Regions from separate parts of the Mus musculus genome. Here region 1 is linked to region 2. The links are chromatin contacts, called in public Hi-C maps. All regions are on one chromosome and are shown on one strand. Each heading gives the region's core, a stretch centred on a gene start, on an enhancer-like site or on the middle of the called end of the contact. The rest is flanking DNA. Distances are from core to core; before and after follow the strand shown.

Region 1 (3,080 bases), core at 52-2,551, 39 kb after region 2:
AGGGCCCAAGACTCACTGGGAAGGACAGTTTTAAATGATGCGTTTTTCCTTTACTCCACTGATTTTACTTGGAAGTTAGGACAAGGCTAAGTTAGGACAAGGCTATGGACGTCCACATTTCAGTTGTTGTTCATTGTATTTGGTTACGCAGGGAAGGAAACAGCTTCATTGCCTAACAATAGCAGCCTCGCTAAATAAATTATGTCATCCGTACGATGGCATTCTAAGCAGGTTTGTTTTTAAACCTTATGGCAGGGCCCTGAGTCTCACTCTCTCTTCTGCATCCGAATCTGGCCCACTGAAAGTCAGATTGCTCAGCCAAGCTGGCAGAGTTGCTGATGTCGTTGGCTTGAGAGAGGGCTCAAGAATTTGCTTTTCTAACAAATTCCCCCAAGGTCTACACTTTCAGAACTACTGATGTAGAGGCTTGGAAGAATACTCACCAACTGTACAGATTTTTTTTTTTCACTCTGCACTGGAGTTTAGGGGGAAAGATCTTTTATTGAGTTCATGTTCCTGGCTGTCTTTGGTGAAACATAGAGTGGGCCCTTAATTGCCTTCTAAAGTTTGAATGGCATACTTTTCTGTAATAAGCAGAATGTGGGTAACTAAAGCGCAATAAAATTTCTTCACTTAAGGAAAAAGAATCATGAGGCACTGGACATTGGCTCCAACAGTCTTGCTCGGGAGACTTTGCTCCTGGCTCTAAAAGTGCCCCTGTTGGGAGTATGTATTCAGAAGCAACTAAAGGCAGATCAATAACAGGCTCGCCCATGGGCACCTACCCTCTTCCTGGGGACAAAACAAGAAGAGGCTTCTGGGAAATGGAAGGCTTCCACAGTGCCTCTCCTCTCTCCAGTCGTGACACACAGGCTTCTTCTGGGTGGGGACCCAAGGGCCACCTGCCAGGACTTTTGAAGCATCTGGATTGGCTCCCTCTCTGCTTCCTGATACAGGCTAGATCCCCTTCCCAGAGTATCAGATTAAGGTGTCTCCTCTCTGGGAAAAACAAAAAAAGATTTGATGGTTTAAATTCCCATTCCCCTTTGTGTCTGTAGCACTGTACTGTCTCCTTTCCAGCACGCAGCCTCGGGGGTCATGATGTCCCTTCCCGGCTGATATCAGCGTGCCAACAGTGGAGTCATGCACACCCAGCACAGAGCCGCCATTCAGCCGCCCTGGGCTGGGTTCAGGAAGCAAAAGGGCCTCTAAGTTTCCCCAAACCTTGACAGATCTTCCCGGCCCGTCCCCCTGCCCCCCACCCCCGTGTGCCGGAGCTAAACAACTCTCAGGGTGAAAGCGGTGGGGTGGGGAGAGGGAGTCGGGGTAAATGTCAAGGGTAATCACGTGGCCGGAACAGAGAGCAAACAGCTGCCACCAATATCCAGGAAAAGGAAGGGTGGGCAGACAGGACAGAGCACACTACCAGCTCCTCAGTGGGCACTGCTTGCCCAGCTCCAGCCTGTCTATGCCTGCGTGAAGAGATAACAGAAATGCTGGTGTCTGGGGATGACGTGTGGAAAACCGGTCTCATTTACAGTTTTCTCCATGATGTCTCCAGCTTTGGAGAGTTTTCTTTGTTCAGACTTTCAAAAATATGAAATGTGTTAATCCGTCTTTAAAAAGCAAACGTTGTTCCTTCTACGGTGACTCTCAATTAGGTGACATAGAATTTGTTGGGAATTTCAATTTCCCTCTGCGTCACTTTGCCAACAACTTTACATGTGGGTAGAAATGGACCACAATCCTTTTAAGATAGAACTGGTCTAGGTTTGAGATGCTTAGAAGTAACTAGACCTGTATACACACTGGTTAGTTAGCAATTGCAGCCTGTTTCTTCTGTCCTTTCTTACCTTTTGATACTGCACTGTGGAACTCAGCACGGGGTCTCCGCAGGGGCTCTGGAGAGAGAGAGAGAGAGAGGGTGCTTAGAATCTCGCTATTACTCAGGTGCAGAGGATAATTTTGTAATTAAGTCACTTACCAAAAGATGCATTAAACAAAGCGCCAGGGTGGTTCTTGTGACACTGCGACTATTTCCCAAGATGTTTTCAGTCTATCCTGGGAAGACAATGGATCAATAAACAGCTATAAGAAGACTTTCAGGTACTAAGTACTGGTACTGTAGATACTGTTTATTGTGTAGGTACTGTAAATACTAACAATAAAGAACTATAAATAGAATGTCAGGTCCTAAGAACGAGTACTATAAGTACTAACAAGATAGACTGTCAGGTACTAAGTACAAGTGCTATAAGTACTAAAAAGATAGACTGTCAGGTACTAAGTACAAGTGCTATAAGTACTAAGGACCAAAATCAGGCAGGGCCATTGAAAGACTGTGTTTTATTCTGAAGAAAATGGGTCTTTGGCAGGGCGGAGAGGAGGACAGATGGTTAAGCAAGAGTATGAAGTAATTCAGCTTCCCTTTTTTATAATGGAAATCACTCTGCCTAGTGTATAAAAGCCAAGTGTCTATGGAATCCTGAGCCAGGCATGGATATATCTTATTGAGAGCAGCTTTATCCTCATATGCATGGAGACATGGCTCTCCAGAGTGGATTCCTGCCTTTTCAGGTGTTTGCTATAAAATACGTTTTCCTTTCTTCCTTCCTTTCTTTCTTTCTTGTGGTGGTAGTGTGTGTGTGTGTGGGGGAGGGGGGGCTGTCCCCTCCTACCAACCTTGCTTCTCCGGGTGGCAGGAAAGTTGGGGGCTGGGTAGCAGCCATGCCTGAGACACTATATGACCCCTGTGTACTGCAGAGACTTGCACATGGCTGAGGTTTCTACCCTGCTGATCGTTTTTCCCACTGATTTCCTTCCCAAAACTTCAGCATCCATCCATAACCTACACAATAGACGCAGCCTCACTATGGTGTCTTTAACTGGAGCAGAGCGCAATCAGGCAGCTTGACCAGAAACTTTTCTCCTTACACTTGGACTTAAATGACTTTCTAAAATCAACCCGCCCGCAAAGGCAGCGCGTTGACTGTCCTTTTGAAAGTGCCACAAACATAGAAGGCAGTTCCAGAAAAGGACAACCAAGAATATTCGTGTAATAGCAAAAATGATTAGGTCTT
Region 2 (3,085 bases), core at 152-2,651:
TTTTCTTGGCCTGTAGGCTAGTGTTTAGGCTGGGAGCCTTAGCCTGTTACGATCCCCTGTCGTTCATTTAATAAAAAGAACAGTTGGGAGAAGCATTTTAGCAACTGCATCAGAAGCATCACCTGTGAGAGCCAACGGAGGCTCCAGCGTGGCCAGTATTTGAAAGCTCAGAGTTTGTTTTCGAAAGCTGGTGACGGTTCTCATGTCGCCTGCCACTTCCAGTACTGGCCAAAATAATAATTTTAACGCCTCCCAGTGGATTATGCTAACCTCAACTCAGTTCCTTTAGAGAGATAGAAACCTATATGTCTCCAGCTCGGTCATTATAAATAATATCTACGTGTGCCCCCAAAGCTCTAATTGGCCCCATCTGTATTTCTGACAATTTATAATAACTGAATGGTATCTGCAAAGCAGTTAACTTTCTGGAAAATACTCAAAGACACACACTGAATGCTGCAATACAGAATTGCCTTCGACTCAACGTTTGCCAATTTCTTTGCATGTGTAAGCAGAACTATATTTTCAGAGAAGTTACAGAAGTCCCAGGCTGAAGTGCTATTTAATCTCCTTTCATAAACACCAGCCCTGAGCTACAATTAGCTGCTTGTGGTTGCTGCTAAATTGCTCCCCATAAGATATTTCATAACTTTATGGTTCCCCTGCTCACCATACTATGAAGAATGTGTGAATGCACCTAGGACCCAGGCATTCTTATGTCGATGCTCCAGACATAGATGTTCTTAAACAGTTGATTCCCTGATCATGGATCCTGGTCTTTCAGGCCGTGTGAGAACATCTTTTACACCAAACGGGTACACCTTCGACTCCTTTGGGCTGCACCCCCCAAAAAGGTAGCAGAGACTTAAAGGACCCTTGGCACTTGGTGCGCGTTCACTGGCAGTACCCTAGGCAGAATTGGGGGTCTGGGGTGGTCCTAACCCAGACCGTGGGACTCGCAGAGAATGGGTGCTGTGGAGTGGTGTTGGGGGAGGGGGGAAGGCTTGTTTTGCTGGGTGATTTTTTGGAAAGTAGTCGCTCGCCTGTTTCGCGGGTTTTTAAGCCCCTTGGCATGCCCTGACCTGATCCGGAGGGAGTCAACTGCTCTCAGGAATGTTCCTGGAGAAGGTGGGAGACTGTTTCCCAGGCGAGGCCCTTGGGTGCTGGAGGGCACCCGCGAGGTCAGGCAGGGAGATGCGCGCAGCGGGGGCTGCAGACACCCCCTCCCCCTGGGCGGCGGCGGCGGCGACAATGACCGGACCCGCGCGTCTGCACCGCCCGGCTGTCAAGCGCGGGGGGCGGGCGGGAGGAAGGGGTGGAGGTGCGAGGGGAGGAGGAGGGCTGGCACCGGAGCGCCGCGGTGTCGGTGCAATAAAAATGCATCCCATGGAACTGCCCATGGAGAAGGACGGGACCGAGCCTCGGCGGCCACAGAAGGTGGGAAAAGCGGAGGAGGACAGCCGGGAGGCGGCGGCGGCCGGGAAGTGAAAGGTCTCGCAAAGTTCAGCGTCGGCTGCGGGCGCCGAGCCCTGGGCGAGCGGCGCACCCGCCCTCAGGGCCGCTCAGCCGGCAGCGGCCAGGCCGGCTATGATCCCGGGGCTCCCGCCGCTGCTGAGCTGCCCGGGCCCCGCCAGGCCGGTGCGCGACGGTCACCCCGCCGCCTGGCGCGGCCCCGGCCCGCGGCTCTGTGCCCACGGTGCCCACTGAGCGAGCCTGGCGCTCCGGGAGGAGGAAGAACCACAGAGCCCCCGGTGCTCCCGAGGACCACTGCCGCTTCATCCCACCCGCTCCCGCAGCTGCCCGGCCATGGGGAGCTGCGCACGGCTGCTGCTGCTCTGGGGCTGCTCCGCGGTGGCCGCAGGTGGGTGGTGACGCGGCCGGGCCCCCACCCCTCTTCCCTTGCTCCTGCCCCTCCACCCAAGCTCGGGGGCTGGGGGATATAGGGGATCCCGGACCGGGAGCCCAGAGCTCGGCTATTGAGGATGAAGCCAGTGGCCATGTTCCGTCTCCTTTGCCCGCGACTCCGCAGTTTCAAACACTATTGATTTTTTTTTTTTCTCCTGCAACTGAGATACACATGTCCTTGAATAACCAGATATCCTGGGTACGCCCTGCAGAAGATACAGAGAGATCAATGTTTCTTTCTGGGTTTGGCTTGGGGGGGAAAACTGCCTCTGCACTTGGTGAGGGGGAACAAAGGACCCAGCTCGCCATCCCCGGGCTCTCCATGGCCTGAGGAGTGACGAGGAGGGGTGGCCCAGAGACCCTGGGCGTGCGTGGGCCGAGACCGATCTCTCACTTAGAGAGATCGCCACCTTCCCGGATCTCATTCTGTGTACTTGAGAGCCAGGTAGGGCCACCTGGGGTGAGGGTGAGCGCCCTCTTCCCGGGGCGTTGGCTGCAACGCTGTAGAACTCGGAACTGGGACCATGGGGGGTGATCACTCAGGTGGTGATTGCCCGGAGCTGGCTGACTGCCCCTGGGGAATCGGTACCCTGGCCGAAGCTCTGCAGGAGGTCGGAGGCGGGTCTGTTCCTTGGCTCAGTAACTGGGTTACGGGCAACGGGCAGATGCCCCTCTCCCCTCCCGCTACGGTCCTGTCTCTCTTGGACTGTCTTTAGGCCACCGGTTCCAGGCTTGCTGTGTCTGAGTCCCCGGGAGCCTCCTCTTTCTCTTCTCCCCCTCCCTTCTCGCAGGCCACCTGGTTTTCAGCTAGGTTAAGTACAGCACAGTGGGGTAGTGGGGAAAAATTGTGAGGGTCTGATTTCATCCCCCACCCCAAACCCCTCAGACGGACTTGACTTGCTCCTGAAAGAGACGTGTGGGTTAGAGGAACCGACTGGAAGGTTCCAAGCCCTGGGGCAGGCATCTCTTCAGTTGGTCTGCTTCCATTCTTTTCCCCAGAGCTGCCAGCAACTAAGTCCAGGCTTAAGAGGCTGCGTCCTCTATCAGGGTGCAGCCTGTGTTTGCACTGATAACTACTTCTTATCAAAATTATTAGTGGGTGGAAACTTTTAAATTATTCATTATTTTTTTTTACCCCCAAGGATCTGTCAAACCGCTCACGGTTAAAAGATCTCTCTTG

Evidence for each region. Hi-C and Micro-C count contacts between places; a contact is called where the count stands out from the background.
Region 1: a Hi-C map of erythroid progenitors shows a contact between it and region 2, with 3 times the contacts expected there. The contact joins the enhancer-like site here to the promoter of Ntn4 in region 2. A contact is called at or near these places in 3 of 39 promoter capture datasets (3T3-L1-derived adipocytes, frontonasal cranial neural crest and maxillary cranial neural crest), 7 of 484 Hi-C or Micro-C datasets (Sertoli cells, embryonic stem cells, erythroid progenitors and 4 more), 11 of 115 datasets of contacts at active chromatin or transcription factors (bone marrow-derived macrophages, cardiomyocytes, embryonic stem cells and 5 more) and 3 of 9 other capture datasets (adipose tissue, liver and pancreatic islet).

Annotation. Positions count from the first base shown.
Region 1 is chr10:93,678,465-93,681,544 of GRCm38.p6, forward strand. The region is part of intron 2 of Ntn4 (netrin 4); the gene reads left to right. It overlaps Gm15915 (predicted gene 15915), which reads right to left. Exons shown (of 6, transcript NR_038017.1): 2 at 1,985-2,061; 3 at 1,854-1,901; 4 at 786-999. Among named protein-coding and RNA genes, the nearest start is that of Gm15915, 3.3 kb to the right of the region's middle. Within about 2 kb of position 1,302, at least 86 of the 459 cell types and tissues checked have an H3K27ac peak or open chromatin away from gene starts, as enhancers often do. A contact at or near this core is called in adipose tissue, cardiomyocytes, erythroid progenitors and 6 more, where this site is marked.
Region 2 is chr10:93,639,648-93,642,732 of GRCm38.p6, forward strand. Ntn4 (netrin 4) reads left to right here and starts at 1,402. Exons shown (of 10, transcript NM_021320.3): 1 at 1,402-1,861. The coding sequence starts at 1,807.